Regions from separate parts of the Danio rerio genome. Here region 1 is linked to region 2. The links are chromatin contacts, called in public HiCAR-type maps. All regions are on one chromosome and are shown on one strand. Each heading gives the region's core, a stretch centred on a gene start, on an enhancer-like site or on the middle of the called end of the contact. The rest is flanking DNA. Distances are from core to core; before and after follow the strand shown. Region 1 holds the start of cbr4 (carbonyl reductase 4). Region 2 holds the start of slain2 (SLAIN motif family, member 2).

Region 1 (5,437 bases), core at 2,534-5,033, 200 kb after region 2:
AGTCCCAGAAAAGCGGACGAGAATAAGATGAGATTTCATTTTAGTTAGCTTTTTTTTCTGTAGTTCAGCAATAAAACAAACATACAAAAAAAAATTACGCCAAATTAGAAATGACAATCTCTTATAAAGGCTTTTGGCTCAGCCCTCTCCATCCTTCTCACTCTTTTCTCAGAGGACATTGGGCCAAATCAAAGGTTATAATGGGCTAACTTTGGCCTGCCGCGGGGCCTACTTTGAGCATCTCTGTTCTAAATCCTTTATTGCAAATCTTTCTTTCATAGCAGAAAAACTCCAACATCTTTAGCGTGAGCGTCTTCTAACCAATACATGTGACATTATGTGTAATACACCAGCAGTGGTGTAAAAGTAACAAATTACAAATACTCAAACTACTGTAATTGAGTAGTGTTTCTCGGGAATTGTAATTTACTAAGTAGTTTTAAAAATGTGTACTTTTACTTTCCCCGGAGTACATTTTTAGTGCAGTATTGGTACTTTTACTCCACTACTTTCCTTCAACCTGCAGTCACTACTTTATTATTACCTGTCTATGGGGATTAGAAAAATCAGTCCTGTTATTCCTGTCCAATCAGATCACATAGAGAAAGTAAATCACATCATAATGAACTACCTCAAGACCTGCAGCAAACTGTTTGGAAGCATTAAAAGTGTCCAAGAAGATACTTTAACACGCATTGACTCAGAGAATGTTAAGACCGCATGTCACTGATGAGATATGATGGATGTTTACTGTATGATGACTAAAACTTTTACTTTTCAGTACTTTCTCCACCACTGTGCACAGTTTACACTATCCTTCAAACCACTACACTGAAAACATCATATGACAAAAAGTCATGACAACAAATGCTTTTGTTACTTTAAGTTGTTTTAATACACACAAAAAGGATTTTGCTTTATGTTCAAGCTACATCATAAAAAAATTATCACTTAGTCATGACAACATATATTAAACTAAGTTAATCATGTTCTAACCTAATTTTAAAAGTTACACAAGCTGTTTTAACTCAGTTTAACATAATGTAAGTTTAATGGACTCTCAATGTTAATTTGATTCAGCTTAAAAATTAAAGGTAACCAGTATTTTTTTACAGTGTACTTATTTAAGATGAACAGAAACGACACAATTCTTGAGGGGATTTTTAGGACAACTTCATAGTTTTGTGTTCAATCCACTTAAATTTGTTAAGTTAAATTAATCGATTTGTTTTGGGACAACATGAGTGAATTGTGTGGAACTGTTTTTTTACAGGGTAAGTTAATCAGGTTTCAACAAATGTTCATTCATTCATTCATTTTCTTGTCAGCTTAGTCCCTTTATTAATCCGGGGTCGCCGCAGCGGAATGAACCACCAACCTCAGCATGTTTTAACGCAGCGGATGTTATACAGAATTTAACTTAATATTTTTAGTCAGTTTGATTGATTTGAGATTACCTGAAAAGCTCATTTGATTCAACATCAACAAAAAAATTTTACAGTGTAGGTTTTTCCATTTTTCAACAAGTCAAATAAAAAAAGATTGATTAGACAGTACAAGTACACTTGAGAATAATCATGTTGCTTCATTTTTACATAAATATATGTTATGCTAAATGACAATGATATCAGACACATTTGCTGACATTTAATTTTCACAAACATTGTGAAAGATAATATTAAACGCCTTATTTGCATTTTAATATGCTAATACTATTGTCCATTTTATTTGATGCAATTACGAATATGTTTTAAACTCTTTTACTGGACAAAAACACATACTACATATTTTTATTAACATTATTTTTGTCTAAAACTTTAATATATCATTATTCTGGCTAGTAAACATCAATAGGATCATAGAGCTATATATCCAACCTAACTGATGCAAAATAAATATTTCAACCAAAAAAAACAAACAAACATTTTTTTATATTCTGTTAATTACCCAAATGAAAAATTCGATTTCCATTGTAAGTCGTGCGGAAAGACGTGCTCAATCAGTGAAATTATTTAAAATATTAAAGCTGTAGCGCCATCTTGTGGTGAATTAATCAACACAAAATGTTCAGTTACTGATGCAGAGTCACTTTTTTCATCTTAACCTTGCTGTCACTTCTGAATTGAAATAACAAATAAGATCATCATAAGACAGTGTACATTGTGAAATATGGCTCACCGATGTTGACAATGGCTCCTCCATGACTGAGCATGTTTCGTACAGCGGCCTTACATGTGAGCATGGAGCCCAGCAGGTTAGTGTGCAAAACAGACAGCATGTCTTCAGATTTACTCCTCAATAATAGCGCATCTCTTTAAAATAAACACATATTCATTATTTTATTAGAGGAATAATGTGACATTTATCTTCTTCACTCCTATTTGGTCATGATCATTGACTAGAAGCCAAATACTGAAATTAATCTTCAATCTGTCACATGTATTTTCAAGATCACAATCTACATTGGTCACACTTTATTTTGATGGTCCGATAGTTGAATTTAAATTACATCTACATGCCAACTAATTTTCATTAGATTATAAGTACACTGTTAGGCTGGGGTTAGGGTTAAATGTCTGTTGAAATGGCCCATTAAAATAAAGTGTTACCTCTACTTTCTGCATTATTTCTTAGTATCCTGTCTGACCTGTTGATGCCAGCCGCATTGACCAGGAACCCTACAGTGCCACAGGTCTTATTGATGGTCTCAAACGCTTTCTGAACCTCTTCTTCTTTTGAGACATCGCAGCTTAGGCCCAAATGGTTTTCTGAAATTAAATGTATACTCCTGAATTAAACAAACACCTATTAAAGGACTCTCGGACATTTTAAAAGATTCACCTCCAGGGAGAGATTGAGCAGTGGCCTGTGCAGCTTCTTTATTCCTAGACAACAGCACAATCCTGTGACCCCTCTGTGCCAACAGCTTAGAGACTGCTCGCCCGATGCCACGCGAACCCCCGAACACCACAGCCAGCCTGGACATCCCCAGCCTATCAGAGAAAAACACATCTGCAGAATAAACACTGATGATGAGCAAATATCAGTATTGAGTGAGTAAAGGTCAACATGCAAATGAACATGGTGACTGTTCTTCAATTTAATTCAAGAAAAATACAAAATGATTACATATAAGTAATATGCATTTTTGACTGACAGTATGTTTACCACCTACAGTAATTCATCACTTATAGCAGAAAGTGTTGTCATAGTGCTAAAGTTTTGGGACAACTTTCATGGCTTTGCTGTAAGAAAAGTCATTTCTTATTCCCCATTAAAACTCAGGTCAAAATGAATGATGAGTTTTTTATTACTTTTTTGTGCATGCCATTTTTACGACATTGACATGCACAATTTTACATGTCAAAACGTCGTGTAAATTATTTATTAAACTATATCAGGGTAAAAATGTAATGGACTATATACAATGTTATATACAAGGTATCACTGCATTTTTATATACATACACACATATACCTATTTTTATAACATTGCTGGGGCTTTTTAAGTATAATCTGACATTCAGAAAACGATTAATAGAGAAATGTGTACAAATTAATAAATCAATGTTAATGAATTGCCATCACTTGTTAAAACACAACGCAAGTCGACGTGGTTAAAATATGCATAATTACAACTGATTAAACCATACGTTATTTAGGCATTCAGATGACAAGACATCGAACTCACGTTAATGTCAATTTCATACGCTAGTTTTTTTTCTTTATTGTTTGTCGCTAAAAGTGAACTGAAGATATGGACGCCGCCATATTGACTACACTGTGTACGGCGAGCCAAGAGGTGGAGCCAAACACACTAAAACGCCAATGCATACTACTAACGTATTTTAATATAAATAATATTAATACACATTTGCCAAAATGTTTATGCATTAAACATATTTATTACTCTGACTTTCTAGCTTGAATTGTAAACAAATAATATATTTATTATATGTCTGACGTGGGTTCAGAAAGCAAATTAACGTTACGTATAAGAAAAAATCCAGGGGCTTTAATAACGTCGCGTTTATATATCATAGACTGTAAAAGATAGGGTTAACTGCGGCTACTGCACAATTTTAAGACTGGACATTAATTACTATTTTTCATTATAATAAGAGAGGTTTAGGGTTGGGGTAGATATAAACCTTAACAAAACACAATAGGTTGGACCAACTCGTTTTGTTATGTCATAATTTTATCGATTTATTTCATCATGGTAGTATCAAGAGTCACTGGGTGAAGAAGCTATATATTTTTTTTCTTCATAATATTAATGGCGATAGCTAAGCAGTACTGTAGGGGGCGCTGTGGTAATTTTCTTCTACTGGACCGCCAAACCACTGAAGGAATAAACAATGGAGCCCTCAATGGAAACGATGGTGAGTGTTTGTTGTTCTACTATATGACGTTATACACCGTTTTATAAACAGCTGGAATAAGCCATGGCTAATAAGTGATTTCTATTATTTAAGCACCTTACATTGTTTTATTCGTAGCAAAATTGATGCTTAACTAACGGTAAAAACAAGTAGGCTAACAACAAGGTTGCTGTTTAACTGCACGAACACTTTTAAACAATGTTATTTGTAGTAAAACTGCTTTAAAAATATTCAATGTTATTTGTAGTAAAACTGCTTTAAAAATATTCAATTTCAGTAGCACTATGAAATATTTCACATTGATAGTAATATATATGTTGTACTTTGTTATTTTTCCTTTTATAAACATACCCTGTTATGAAACTAAAACACATTCATGACAATGCAAATGCATAAATATTATTAGAAATTATTGGAAATACTACAGTGTTTTTAAACCATACTATACAGTACATATGTACTGTGTATATATTATAATAAATACAACTGTTTGTTAATGAATGCTCCAGCATACTGTAGTATTAACTGCAGTGAACTGATGTAACATATATATTGTAGCTTACTTTGTTTTTTACTACAGTAAACAATGGTCTGTTGTTTTGTAAAATACCCATAGTTGTAGAATAACTACAGTATTGGGTCATTTGTTTATATTACTGTAGTTGTGTTACATGAGCAACTATAGAATTCTACTACAACAGCTTAATTGACATTATTTACTATAGTATGATTCAAAAAGTGTACATTACCAGAGCAGGGCTCGAAATTAACTTTTTTACTTGGTAGCACCGGTGCTCCCAACTACAAATATTTAGGAGCACCAGAAAAAATTTAGGAGCACCCACCATAAATGAATGAGCACCGCTGCAAATTGTTTTTAAGGGATTTATTGTATTTTAAAACAACATTAATAGGACTGACAAAAACCAGAAACAACTAACTAATGCTGCGAAGACATTGATATTTGTGTGCAATAATTCCAAAATGAATGTCTAATAATTAGGCCATAGAATATTAATGATGATAAAAAATGACAATAATAGTAATGAATTC
Region 2 (4,939 bases), core at 1,723-4,222:
GTAGTGATCAAGTGTTAGCTCTGTTAGATCACTGATCTGTTGGACTCCAGCTGTTGCAGGGATTTCCCAGCATTTTGCTGCCACTGCAAGATATACAACTAAACCGGATCAAGTGTCCGGATTACAGCATTCTGAGTCTGTGAAAACTGACCTAAACCACAGAAAATCTCAGACACAGATTATAGCCAACACAAACAATGGATTACACTGATATATCAATCCACAAAAGATCAAAAAATGATAAAAGGCAGCTGTCTACGGGGACTGCAGGAGCCAAAGAGGATATATATATATATATATATATATATATATATATATATATATATATATATATATATATATATATATATATATATATATATATATATATATATATATATATTAAATAAAGAGAAATACATATTCTCAAAAGTTAGGAGTCAGGATTGATTGAAAAATAATAATTGATTGACTGCCAAGTAATTTTCCATATCAGCACATTATAATGTTTTTTTTTGACAGATAATGAGACACTTAAGACTAGAGTCAATCCTGCTGAATAAGCTGTCATAACTAGATGAAATAGAAGTAAATAAAGATTTACAACAGTCTGCATTGATTTTATCTAGTTGGTATTTTAAATGGGACACAACACTTTGGCTGCACATGAGTCAAATCGCAAGTTATTTCATTTAATATTATTTTTATATTTTAAATAATTAGCTTATGCTGACAAATAAGTAAAAGTTGGTTTGAAAAGTTTAAAGTCTTAAAAATGAATCCTCTTATGAATTATGCCTGAAAAACTTTATATTTGAGCTCACAAATTAGAACTGAAGCACATCGATGGGTGACACCATTTATTTTGCCACACTCATTTACTTATAATTATTTAGTTCATTTTTATTCATTCCAGTATTATAACAGAATTTGGACTTTAAACAGAGATCCATCTGCAGTTTAAATATTTTATTCTTCTACTTTTACTTGTTTTGTTAGAACTAGCAGACATACCTGTGGACAGCTGTTTCACACTGTTTGTTCAGTGCATCTTTGCTTGAGCACTGTATGCATACATTTACATTAGTAGCGCTAATTATCAATTGCATGACCTGCATGTAGATTGAGGAAAAAAGTTTTTCCGATTTGTTTTTTTTTTTAATGTAAATCTTTGTAATTATTTCTCAAAAAATCGTTTTGTTGACAAATTTTCCTTCAGTATAATTTATTGGTTTTTTTTTTTGCTAAAACTGTGGTCGTTAGGGATTTATATTATGCATAAAAAGTCTAAGAGTACTTTAAGAGGTAATGAAAAACAAAGACAAAAAATAAAAATAAACCAATTATATTTATACCAGTTGTTTCTGATGGTAGACTGAGGTCTTTTTGCATTAAATAGTCAGTCTGTGCAAAAAGTACATTATTGACAATATTATTATTTAATCCACAGCCTCTGCAAACAGTTCACCAAGTGGGCTTCTTCACATGCAATCTCACAAAGGGAACATCATTTGAGGTTAATAATATTGTAAATAATGTTCAGTTTCTTTCACAGACTGATCATTTCGCTTTATGACTTTAGGAGACAAGGAGTATTCATTTAATCTTGCCTTTATACATTTTTTTGTACTCTATATCCTAGAAAATAAGATTTTATGATTTAAATGACTTCTTTAATGTCCTACTGAAGAAAAACAAGTCATCTACATCTCAGTTTGTAATTTTGTGTGAATTATCCCATTAAATGAGCCATAAACAGTGTTGATCAAGCGGAAAGCTATGTACATCTTTTATGTACAATCATAGTCTGCTCCAGCATATCCGAGGCTTGAGCAGAAAGTAAATCTAGATGCAAATGCATCATGTGTGTGTGTGTGATTGTAATGACATCATTGAAGCATGACACCATGGCTGTCATTAGGAAGATGTACGAAGCACATCTTGCTTCTAAAATAACCTGAAGGACATATAAAAAAGAACAACACGTCAGAAGCAACTGCAAGAAAGGCCGTGGTACGAGCTGAATACATGCAGTCAGCAAACTGTTGCTCCCAAATGCTCAGACACCAGGCACTAATCATCAGATGACAGTCGTACTGCAGTGAATGCACTGAATAAAGCAACCCCAGCCCTTAGTCAGAGACAGGAGAGCAACAATGTATCAAGCGCATTCCACCAAACACGCGTCATTCTCTGTGTCGTCTGCACGCACACAACACACACACGCAGCTGCGCGCACCTGTCAAACACATGAACAGTGTGTGCGCGTGTCTGGGAGAGGTGATTTTCCTGTGATCGGGGTTAACACCTTGCACTGACAGTTTACTCACCAGCTGTCCTCCTCTTCGTACAGGCAATCCATGTCCTCCAAATCGAGGACCTCCACCTCGTCCAGCACTGAAGTTTCTCCGTCCTCGATATAATCCAGGGAATCGTTGTAATAAGACGCGAAACTCGTGTTCGAGGTGGTAAATGAACCGCTGTCACTATCATAATCTCCGTAATTGCTGCCGTGATATGATCGTCTGGGGCTCAGCCTGGAGTTCTTCAAAGCCTCATCGAAACCCCTCGATCCGCCGAACCCCACCCCTGTGAACCCGGCGAGTGCCGCTGCCGCTCCCGGGGAGTCAAACCCGGCGCTCACCGGTCTGGTGTTCCCGCCAGGGGAGGAAGAGGACAGTAAACTGGATCTGCTCCGGAGCTGCTCGTTCTGCTGCTCGAGTTTCTTTACTAAGTCTTGGAGCTTCCGCACCTCCAAGTCCGCGTTTATGTTTGAGTTGATATCCTCCATGGCAAAAGCAAAGGTCTGTCCGCGCGCGGGTTGTGTCCGTTAGGTTTGATCAACTACCGCCAAAGTCAGTAAGTTCGCGAGCCTCTGTCGCAGGGCCGTTAAGTGAAGCACTGTCAACGCCGCGGCTCGAAAGTAACTAATCGTATCGTCGTCATCTTCTCGTCGCACTCGTACACACGGTAAGCTCCGGCGCCATCTTTACTGTCCGCCAGTCGCTAACTGGGAAATCTTTGAGAAGCTAGAAGTGAAACGTCATCACGTGTCTCAGCGGGGACGAGCACGTTTTGGGAGCGACCCTTCCCTGAAGCAGGCACGCGCATTTTACCTCTGACACACACTCGAGCTGTTTTTCACTGTGTTGGAGAGTTTTTGCGGGATTTCCTACTTCTGTATGGTTGTTAATCATAACAAAAAGGTCTAAAATAATTTAATTTAGACATCTTTTTTCAGGTCACATGGGCGACGCAGTGGTGCAGTAGGTAGTGCTGTCGCCTCACAGCAAGAAGGTCGCTGGTTCGTACCGTGTTGGCGTTTCTGTGTGGAGTTTGCGTGTTCCCCTTGCGTTCGCGTGGGGTCCCCCCGGGTGCTCTGGTTTCCCCCGCAGTCCAATTCACAGTGAATTGTGTTAGGCTAAATTGTCCGTAGTGTATGAGTGTGTATGAACGAGTGTGTTGATGTTTCCAAGGGGGTTGCGGCTGGAAGGGCATCAAAAATGTAAAATCAAAAGGGCGTAAAATGTGCTGGATAAATTGGTGGTTCATTCCACTGTGGCGACCCCGGATTAATAAAGGGACTAAGCCGACAAGAAAACGAATGAATGAATGTTCAGGTCACCCTCTGGTTAAGTTGATCTGTCCTAAACTCATAGCTATGTCCGCATGGCAGTCAAAACAATCTGAATCAATGTCAAATATGCCTAGACTCATTGCACTATATTAAACGTTGTTTTGGTTTAATTTGGCTTTTAGAATTTGCAACTTTATGGTACTAAATAAAACTGTATTAAACTATGATGATCATACGTTGACCGTGTTTGACTATACCTGAAAATTAAATGTCACTTTCCAAACGGTCATACATCTTGAATATAAAAGTGAAAGTAAAAAAAAAACTTACTCAGTTTGTTAATGTTATTAAAAATGTGCAAAATAAATTCTGAAATATTTTTCCAAAAGTTTTTTACAAACAATTTGAGCTTTCACTATTGATTCTACAAGACATTTCCTATTTGTTTCCAATGTTGTCATTTTAACCACAATTAACATGCGACTATTATTTTCAAGATCATGTGACCTTTTTAATCCTGCCCATTTTATTTAAAATTTTTATTTTTGCATGTTCACATGGGAAGTACCAAACCCTTTACCATGTGTTTTCTTTCAGATTAGAATAAAAACAAACATTTTTTCCATAAAAAATGACCAAACAGCACCATAGTTAAAACATTCCTTGTTCAATTCATCTAGCTGAGCTAACAAACCACTCAAATAATAATTTTTATTTTAATAACAATCAGCACCATTTCCATATTTCTTCACAGCTCTTCAATAAAACACAACATGACTGACACCAACTAGAGCATTTCAGGATTAATAATATTCTATAGTGGCAACTCTGCATTAGAATCTTAAAATAATTGATCAGTCCTACTCAATCCTTCAAGTTCATGTTTGAAATGAAGTTCAGAAAGACTTGAGATGTTTATATTATACTAGAGCAAAGACTTTCAACCTTTGCTAGCCACCAAAATAGACGTCCACTTAACCTAGAAATTCTCAATAAACTGTAATATTAAAACTGAGAAGATTACAGCAATTCCATCTATTCTTACCGCTGGATTAATTTAGTTATTTTGAAGTAGTCTTCATGAAAGATCCACAGAATAACCCATGAACAGAGCTGATCAGTAACAAGGTGAAGCACATCATTACAAAAGCAAAAATTTAAAGTGCACATATTTAAGCGCTTTTTCAAGATTTAAGATGCGTCTTTTGTGTCTCCAGAATGTGTTTGTAAAGTTTTAGCTCAAAAACCCATCAGATTATTTATTAGACTTCTGAGAATATTTAAATTTTCTGCTCTGAACACTATGTAGCTGTTTTTGTGTCCTGTGGCTTTAATGCTAGTTCTCTCCACCCACCGTTTCCACATGCCTGTCAGTGTTCCTCA

The links. HiCAR-type assays count read pairs that join an accessible place to other places.
Region 1: a contact with region 2 is called in a HiCAR-type map of caudal fin, with 4 times the contacts expected there. The contact joins the promoter of cbr4 here to the promoter of slain2 in region 2.

The regions. Positions count from the first base shown.
Region 1 is chr20:26,266,443-26,271,879 of GRCz12tu, forward strand. It overlaps cbr4 (carbonyl reductase 4), which reads right to left and starts at 3,784. Exons shown (of 6, transcript NM_205656.2): 1 at 3,691-3,784; 2 at 2,842-2,993; 3 at 2,648-2,768; 4 at 2,179-2,312. The coding sequence starts at 2,986. It overlaps si:ch211-191d2.2, which reads left to right and starts at 4,350. Exons shown (of 5, transcript XM_073934101.1): 1 at 4,350-4,384. The coding sequence starts at 4,361.
Region 2 is chr20:26,071,603-26,076,541 of GRCz12tu, forward strand. It overlaps slain2 (SLAIN motif family, member 2), which reads right to left and starts at 2,973. Exons shown (of 8, transcript NM_001044846.1): 1 at 2,310-2,973. The coding sequence starts at 2,770.